Regions from separate parts of the Triticum aestivum genome. Here region 2 is linked to region 1. The links are chromatin contacts, called in public Hi-C maps. All regions are on one chromosome and are shown on one strand. The core of a region is the stretch at or near the end of the contact, and the rest is flanking DNA. Distances in the headings are between cores, read along the strand shown. Region 1 holds the start of LOC123070662. Region 2 holds the start of LOC123070665 (mitochondrial-processing peptidase subunit alpha).

What was found. A called contact is a pair of places that touch in the nucleus more often than the background predicts.
Region 2: a Hi-C map of leaf shows a contact between it and region 1, with 5 times the contacts expected there. The contact joins the promoter of LOC123070665 here to the promoter of LOC123070662 in region 1. A contact is called at or near these places in 3 of 5 Hi-C or Micro-C datasets (all in leaf).

The regions. Positions count from the first base shown.
Region 1 is chr3B:513,853,818-513,858,124 of IWGSC CS RefSeq v2.1, forward strand. LOC123070662 reads left to right here and starts at 2,379. Exons shown (of 2, transcript XM_044493953.1): 1 at 2,379-2,711; 2 at 2,835-3,396. The coding sequence starts at 2,497. The coding sequence ends at 3,141. LOC123070661 (endoribonuclease YBEY, chloroplastic) reads right to left here. Exons shown (of 12, transcript XM_044493952.1): 11 at 4,207-4,307; 12 at 3,404-3,963. The coding sequence ends at 3,796.
Region 2 is chr3B:514,432,700-514,437,006 of IWGSC CS RefSeq v2.1, forward strand. LOC123070665 (mitochondrial-processing peptidase subunit alpha) reads left to right here and starts at 2,342. Exons shown (of 14, transcript XM_044493956.1): 1 at 2,342-2,494; 2 at 3,798-4,019; 3 at 4,105-4,307. The coding sequence starts at 2,456. LOC123070663 (phosphatidylglycerophosphate phosphatase PTPMT2) reads right to left here and starts at 840. Exons shown (of 6, transcript XM_044493954.1): 1 at 305-840. The coding sequence starts at 526.

The sequences.
Region 1 (4,307 bases), core at 1,129-3,628:
AAGTACCGTGGTCCTCCACGGTAGTACCGCGTGGCCTTGCGGTAGTACCGCGCCCCTGGAGCGGTAGTACCGCTTGTCGCAGGCTGAACATGTGGATAACGGTTGGATCTTTTCCATGACTATAAAAGGGGCGTCTCCTACCTCTAGTTGACTACCTCTTCCACCTCTAAGCTCCATTGTTGCTCCAAGCTCCATTTTGGCCCGATCTCTCTCCCTAGCCAATCAAACTTGTTGATTTGCTCGGGGTTGGGTGACAAGGGCCTGATCTACACTTCCACCAAGAGATATTCGATTCCCCCACTAATCCCTAGCGGATCTTGTTACTCTTGGGTGTTTGAGAACCCTAGACGGTTGAGGTCACCTCGAAGCCATACTCCATTGTGGTGAAGCTTCGTGGTGTTGTTGGGAGCCTCCAAGTGTTGTGAAGATTGCCCCATCCTTGTTTGTAAAGGTTCGGCCGCCGCCTTCAAGGGCACCAATAGTGGAATCATGGCATCTCGCATTGTGTGAGGGCATGAGGAGATTACGATGGCCCTAGTGGCTTCTTGGGGAGCATTGTGCCTCCACACCGCTCTAACGGAGACGTACTTCCCCTTAAAAGGAAGGAACTTCGGTAACACATCCTCGTCTTCACCGGCTCCACTCTTGGTTATTTCGTGCCTTTATTTTTGCAAGCTTACTTGTGTTGTATCTATTACTTGCTTGTGTGCTAGTTGTCATTGCATCATATTGGTTGTCCACATAGTTGCATATCTAGACAACATATTTTGTTGCAAGGTTTAAATTGTTAAAGAAAAGCTTAAAAATTGTTAGTTGCCTATTCACCCCCCACCCCTCTAGTCAACCATATCGATCCTTTCAGTAAGAGTATGGGATAAAACATTATCCATGGGTATATAAATAGGGAAATGTTAAACCCATCGGGTAGAGCGGGTACGGGTATGAGATCATATAACCCATACCCACATACCCATGTACCCATATATAATCTATATGAACTCAAAATTATCTCAACACTTTGTGATGAATTTGTGAGCTCAAAATATATGACTAATGTGATGATGTTTTGATGTGTTGTTGTTTACAAGAAAGTGATGTTGTTTATTAAATATGTTGTTGTTTATGATGTCTTGTTGTTTAAAAGTGGGTGTTGTTGTTATAATCTGTTGTTGATTATAAATTATAATTATATGTTGTATTTTATGACTATGAGTCGTTCAAACTGATGCTTTGCAAACATGGGTAATTTAACCCACGGGTATCCATCTACCCTGTCGGGTAACGGGTATGGGGGGAAATGTACCCATTGACGGGTATGGGTAAGAGTGATGGGTAAGCTTAGAGTGGACAGGTAAGGGTACGGGGTGGCTCCAACCGTACCCAAACCATGCGGGTGCCATCCCTGGTGCCCCTCCGATAGCGACGCAGCGCGATCGGTGGTGGGAAGGCACGACCAGATCGACCTCTTGCACCGGCAGCCGCAGCCGCCCTCGTTTCTCTTGGTAAGGCTAATTAATGTGATTGAGCGATTAATGCTCATACGGACGGTTATTTGTTTCTTAATTAATGTGATTGAGTGATTTATGGTAAGGTTAATTAATTTAGATTTGATATTTAAAAATTGATCATGATTGATTCTTTCACATAAAGATATTACTAAATAGCTTGCTGCCAACATGGAAAGTTCTGATCCGTTCAGATTTTTTTTGTTGTGTGATAGGGTGACGCGAAACTAAACCGATGAGATTGGGGAAGGGGACAAAAAAACCAGCGAAATAAAACGGTTGAAAATGATGGGACGAAAATAAACCGTGAATACTATTCTACCAACTCAGACATTAGGAGTAGAGAGGCTCATATAGCGACGAAGGTCGGGGAAGAAGCAAGTTGGGAAATGGCAGGGGAATTTCTAGGAAACATTTTACCAGGAGAATGATTCCCTGTTGGACTTATGTGGCCCTGTAATCGTTAAAAACATTGTTATTCTTATTAGTATTATTTAAAGAGATTTTCACAAAAGGAAGTATTATTTAAAGAGATGAGGCAAAAAAAATGCCTTCGTTTTTTCTAAAAATACTTGTGCAATGTAAACACACCGGAACCGGAGGAAGCGGCTCCCCTGACATACATCACCTGCAGTTGTGGCACTGCCATGTGGGTCTGTTTTTCAATGAGCCCACCTGTCAGGGATGGAACCGCACCCTGCCGAACGGCAGAGGAGCCTCGTCCCCGGAACCAACGGTGATGTCACTGACCTTTAGAAATTGCGTTCGGTTTCCGAGTATTAGTCAAAGCGCACTAGGACAACGCCCAGCGTTATCCCCATCGTCGCAGCTGGGGCTCTATATATACCCACCCTCCTGCCAGATTATAAAGGTCGTGAAACAGAGCAAGCGAGAGCAAGAATATATCCATCCATACAGCAGCCAGCATAGGTTCCTTTCCTTTCGCCTTGAGGTCCTTCCGTTGCGTTCCAGAAACCAGAAACTTGCAAGCATGGGCAGATCTGCTGGAGCTTCTCAGGTCCTCCCGGCGCACCAGGAAGACGAGGACCTGTTCGAGACCTCGTCCTCCTTTTCCTGCAACTCCGACGACGACGAGGCCCGGTTTTCAGACGGCGAGGACCAGTTTGTGCCGGCTTCCCCGGTGCGGAGACTGAATTCCGATGGCGTCTACGATCTGTCGTCCATGAAGGCTGAGCTCTCTGCCAAGTAAGTCTCCGAGGAACTTACTAGCCTCCTTGATAAGTTCATCAACATATACTATATGTATGTATGTGCAGCAGCCAGCAGCAAAAGGGAGGTTTCCTGACCATGCTCTTCTTCTCTTTGCAGGAAAGGGCTGTCAAAATACTACGACGGCAAGTCCCAGTCGTTCGCGTGCATGTCCGAGGTGAGGTGCCTGGAGGATCTGCCCAAGAAGAACCCCTACAAGAAGATCAAGTCGTGCAGGAGCAACATCGATCTGGACAGTTACCAGACAGCTTGCCCCGTACCTGCTCCCAACACCAACAGCAAGGGAATTGCCAAGCAGAGCTCCGCGAGCTCCTGCGCGAATCTGATGATGGCGCGGACCAGCAGCGCCAACATGCTCTACAGGCCTCCCGCGATCCCTGTCAACAAGAGCGCGTGCCATCAGTAGGGCTCGCAGCCGAAAAAAATGTCTGTCCAGGGCTGGCTTCGCTTCTCTTCTTTGTTCATTGACCTTGAGGATTTTTCTTGGCGGGAGTATTAGCCTGTCAAATGTACTAAGAGGCTTTTGCTTCTCTGCTGTTCGGGGAGACATATTGTTCAGGAGGACATTGATTGATTCATCAGTGTGTAAATAGAGAGCGGTTGTATACCAAACATTTTCTTTCGATTAACAAAGATTATCTAAGATCCGAATTCTGAGCCACGGTACATGGTCTTTGATCATCCTGGTTATTTCTCAACATTACAAGGAGTACAAAGTAGCATGGCTAAAACAGACACCATTCTTGGGTACAAGAGATGGAAGAATGTTTTACTCCCTCCAATCCAGTCCAGTACTACAGTTGTACCAAGTGAACGACAAGTAATATGGATCATAGGGAGTACAGATATTCCCAGTGGAAAAAAGAATGGCGTGTCTTCACTGATTGCCAACCAAAGAATAGCTCTACCTAATGCTTCAAGTGTTAAAACTCTTGGCGGGTGCTGTGAACACAACCCTGAATAATCTTGGTGATAGATGTTTGAACAAAACTTGTTATTAGGCAACAACGCTGGGGGAAGACAATCCTGTCCCAGTGCGCCGTAGTAGTGTCAGCGGCTGTTAGAAAGCGTAGTCATAGATGGCCTGTGCAACTCCATCTTCGTCGTTGGTGGCACCGATTACATTTGCCACTGCTTTGGTCTTCTCGGCGCCATTTGCCAGAGCAACACCCAGTGATGCTAGCTGTAGCATTTCTATGTCATTTTCTCCATCTCCAATTGCCATTACCTTGCAGGAAAAGGTTACGAGTGAGAAATAATGCAAGCCTAGGTAGTATTGGTAGCCAAACAAAACTTAGAATTTCAAGGATTCAACGGAAGCTTAGGGGGAGTGTTATATATTCAATATGTGATTAAAAAAGGGAAATAATGATCAAGATTAGATTTGTAACTGAAGAAACTGAGAGAATAAAATGCAGCAACATTTGGCTTGCACCATGGAAGATGTAGTGGGGAACTAGACAACTTATACCTCGTCCGGGCTAATGCAAAGATGGTCCAGCAAAATCTTCACCCCGGTGCCCTTAGAAGTTGCAGGTGGTACAAGCTCAAGCATATCAGGCTGTGCCTGGA
Region 2 (4,307 bases), core at 1,092-3,591, 580 kb after region 1:
ACTTCAGCACAAAAGTAACAGCGGAGCGTCACTGCGTCAGATGCAATCATGGAACCAGCCGTAACCCTTATATACAGGCCCCCCAGTGTAGATGGCACCGAGAAAACCCTGATGAAAAACTGGTGCCCAAAATCACACCCTTCATCACCAGTTTTAAAAAGCTGCCCTATCATCCAATCTTATGGACGCCAAGTGAACCAATTTACCGAACAAGAATCAGTCAATATACTCCATAGGCATACACTATGGGCCTAAAATCCCAGACAAAGTAATCACGAAATTCGCTCAAAGGCAGGGTCAGCACCTGGTCGACGCGGTCCCACCACCGGAACTCCGCCTCGAATTGGTTGCGCAGGACGTTGTAGAGAAGCGTGGGGTAGAAGAGCACCCTGGCGCCGGCGCCGACGAGCGCGCGCTTGGCCCTCAGCCGCACGACCTCGCCGCCGCCGCCGCCCGCCCAGGCGTCCTCCTGCTCCTCCCCCTCCACCGGCCTCCCGTCGCCGTCCCCCAGCTCGCGAATCCTCATGCGCCTCCCCCTCCCCTACCGAAACAGCTCGACGGCCCAACCTTACGCGCACGCCGAGACGCCTCCAGGCTCCGGCGCGCTCCAAACCCTTCCGGAACCAGCAGATCCGCTGGGGAGATTCGTGGATCGAGAGGCGTTGCGGCTCGGGCTTTGCTCCTGGTGGTGGCCAGAGGAGACGCGAGAAATGGGAAGAGTGTGGGCTGTGGGGGCAAGGCAAAACCCCAGGAGAAGACTGCGGGGGCGAAAACAGGTGGCGAGTCTGCTGAATCGGATCCAGGGAGGGGGAGTGGGGAGGGGGCTGATGGTCCGGGTTTTTGGGTGGATTGTTGGTTGGTTGGTGGGATGGGATTTATTGGTGGACAAAACGTGGGTGCGTTTATCTCCGCAGGTCCCTTGACAGTCGAGTAATTGTGCGGTTTCATCATTTTCCTTTTTTTTTTCTGAGCGACCTCTTTTTCATGCTTGGGAGTAGGTGCAACAAATCTTCAAAGCTTTCTTCACGACTCCATGTATGATGTGTATACTCTAAAAGACATAACCCTTATAAAAACATGTTAATATTTTCTATAATGCTAATTCATTTGCCACGGAGCGACTAAATGCATAATGTAGTCTGGAGCGAAACTCACGAAGAATATTTACTCACGAAATGAGCCATTAGCCTATTAAACGAGAAATGGTGCTTTTATAAAAAAAAAGTATAAAGGGATTGTACATAGTAGGCAAGCAATGTTCTTATAACGGATTCTTGGTTTGAATGCCGGCCAACAAACTTTTTATGATTTTAATCGTGTGACAATTTCTTTTGCAGAGATAAATGAAGTGAGGATAATTCACCAGCCATAGGTTGATTGGACAGCACGGGTCAAGATTAACACATCCACGAAAACATATAAAATTTCACACATCGGCGAGGAACAAGGCAAGGTTGTTGGTGACAAGGACGTGCATTTGACCTACATAAACCCCTCATCAACTGAGCCATAGAAGCGTGCAAAAGGATGTAAAGTTGGCATCGCAGAACGGATCATGACATTGCCTCACAGCTTACACAAGGCGCTCAGGAAGACTATACTAACCTAACCTGACTATAAAAGAGTGGCTCAAAGTATGTAAGAAAATAAAGACCAGTTGGAGAGCAGCCTTGTACACGGGGAGGCGCGCAAAGATAATCACAGAGAACTGAAGGGTGCGGATGAAAGACTGCCTAATCGCGCACCAATAATTCCAGGTAAAACCGCCCGGTCACCCGAAACGGCCGGATTGCCCAGCCGCGAGATTTCCCGCGTCCGCGAGAGGGAAAACAGCCGAGGTTTTCGAGCCCGTGCAACGAGTGGACCGCGGCGAGCTGGCGTCGTCGACGCGACTCGTACGCGTGCGTCCTGCTGCGCTGCCCCCTCGTCACGCCGGCCGGCCGTCCGCCCGTTTCTGGCTTTCTGCTTTGCCATGGTCTCCACGTGGGCGGTGCCCGTTGGACGCATCCTACTGTTGGGTGATGCTGTGTGTGGGCCCGTGGCGGCTCAGGTCCTTGCGAGCGATCATGGTGTATGTGGCCCCTGTGACTCTGGTGGGTCCGATGCACTGTTTTGACTCGGGTGACCGGTGGTCGGCAAGTTTTTCCCTTTTTCTTTTCGAACAACATAGTCGACTAGCTGGATCCGAATCATCCGATCTTTCCAAATATTTTTCCTCGCGGCAGAGAGTACAGCCGCCATGGGCCGATTGTTGTATCGCTGACTCGCTCGCGATAAGCACGATGGGCCGATTGTATGCAGGGCCGAAATACGGCCCACGACCCGGCCAGAATCACTCAACCGACGCACGCTCGTTTGTACACGAGCATAGAGCCCTCAGCTCCTCGGCGGCCCTCCCCTCGTCTCCGTCCGGGTCGCCACTCCCCGCCCTCGGAGCTCCCGGGCGGCGGCAGCCATGTACCGGGTCGCCGGCAGCCACCTCCGCGCTCTCAAGGTACCCTCTTCCCCCATCTGCCCGCCCCGCAGCAAACCCTCAGCGTTCGTCAGACAAACGAGCTGATTCCTCGGGTGGTGCTCGTGGAGTTGCTGCCGATTCATATGCCGTTGGTTATATGTTCGATTGGTCTAGCTTCCAATTCCATCACTTAGAAACGGGGGCTAGAGTGTATACGCATGGTGTTTGCTGCGGGTGCTGTGCTTGTTATCCCTCGAATAGAGAAGAAGGGACGCGGATAGTAGAAGTCAGGTGATTTCTGACAGACACCGAGCTAGACAAATTTGTGAGGTGATGTAAATACCAGTCTATTTGATCCACACTCCAATTAGAACCACGATCTGCAGGATGTGATTTTGGTATTTGAGCTAGTACTACTTATGTTGGGCTGTGTTACAACTCAAGTGAAAATACAAATAAGTGATACGGTTTCCACACTATGAATCTGTGCTACATAAACACAAAAATACATCTCTGGCGCATCCATATCATGAATCTGTGATACTGTATAAAATGCTTAAAATGTAGTTGTTGGCTATTTACTTTGTCATTATTAGCCTTAAGGGTAAATTGGGTCCATCAGATAGGCACAATCCGTACCTCCATCTGTCTGCCATAGACAGCATGTGCCTAACAAACTCACACTGCCAAGTGCCATAAGTCGTACACACTCATCAATGTGCTGTCAAACAATTGTCATTCAGAGGCACCATCATCAGAGTCACTGACAAGAACCACCCTAGTTTGTTGTTCCCTGTGATCCAATGTGCATCACTTCATACCAAGGAACTGCGCCCCTTCAATGATTATATGTTATTAGACAAACAATTCCCATGTCACCTCATTTTGTATCCCGTTCGACATTACACACTTGTTCACGTCTTTCCCTCTAACTAGTGCAAGCATCACCTCCTTTGTAACATGTCCAATATAAGAACACACGACTAGCTTTGTTATCATTTATAAGGAGGTCTAAACCTGTATGAACATCATGTCCTTGTGTCCATTACTTATTTCAGATCATACTTAGAGCATCGACAATATATTGTAGTTGAAACTCAAGGAGTGATATATGTTACTAGCCACACTTTGTTACTTTAAATTTACATATGGTGGGTTTTGCTTTGCAATTTGGTCCTATTGGTTTTTATTTTCACCTGTTGCCTGCCTTAACTTATGTATTTTGCACACAAGTTGGTTTCATGTTCAAGCTTTTCCGTTTTCAACCTTTACTTTTAGAGTTTTAGCGATGTTACCTGATGTTCTCGCCACCGCACAATTTGTTTCCTTTTTCTGCTTGCAGCAACATGGTTCTAGTAGGTTTGCTAGTACAAGTGTTGTGAAGCAGTCTTCTGGTGGTTTATTTGGTTGGCTTCTTGGTAGCAAGCCAACCCAGTTTCCAGCTCTTGATGTCCCTCTCCCAGGCGTCACCATTCCTCCACCACTACCAGACTTTGTAGAGCCAGCCAAGGCAAAAGTTACCACTCTCCCGAATGGCATCAAAATTGCTTCAGAAACATCAACGGTATCACTATGTGCCTGCAGATGTTTCAGTGTGTTCCTTTTTTTAAATATCTACATTGGGGTAATTTATAGGGACTTAACTGCAGAGTCCAGCAGCAACAGTGGGATTGTATATTGATTGTGGTTCTATGTATGAAACACCTGGTTCATCTGGAGCATCGCATCTACTGGAGAGAATGTCATTCAAGAGCACCACAAACAGGAGTCATTTGCGGCTAGTACGCGAGGTAGAGTCCATTGGAGGGAATGTTTCTGCAATAGCTACTCGTGAACAAATGTGCTATACCTA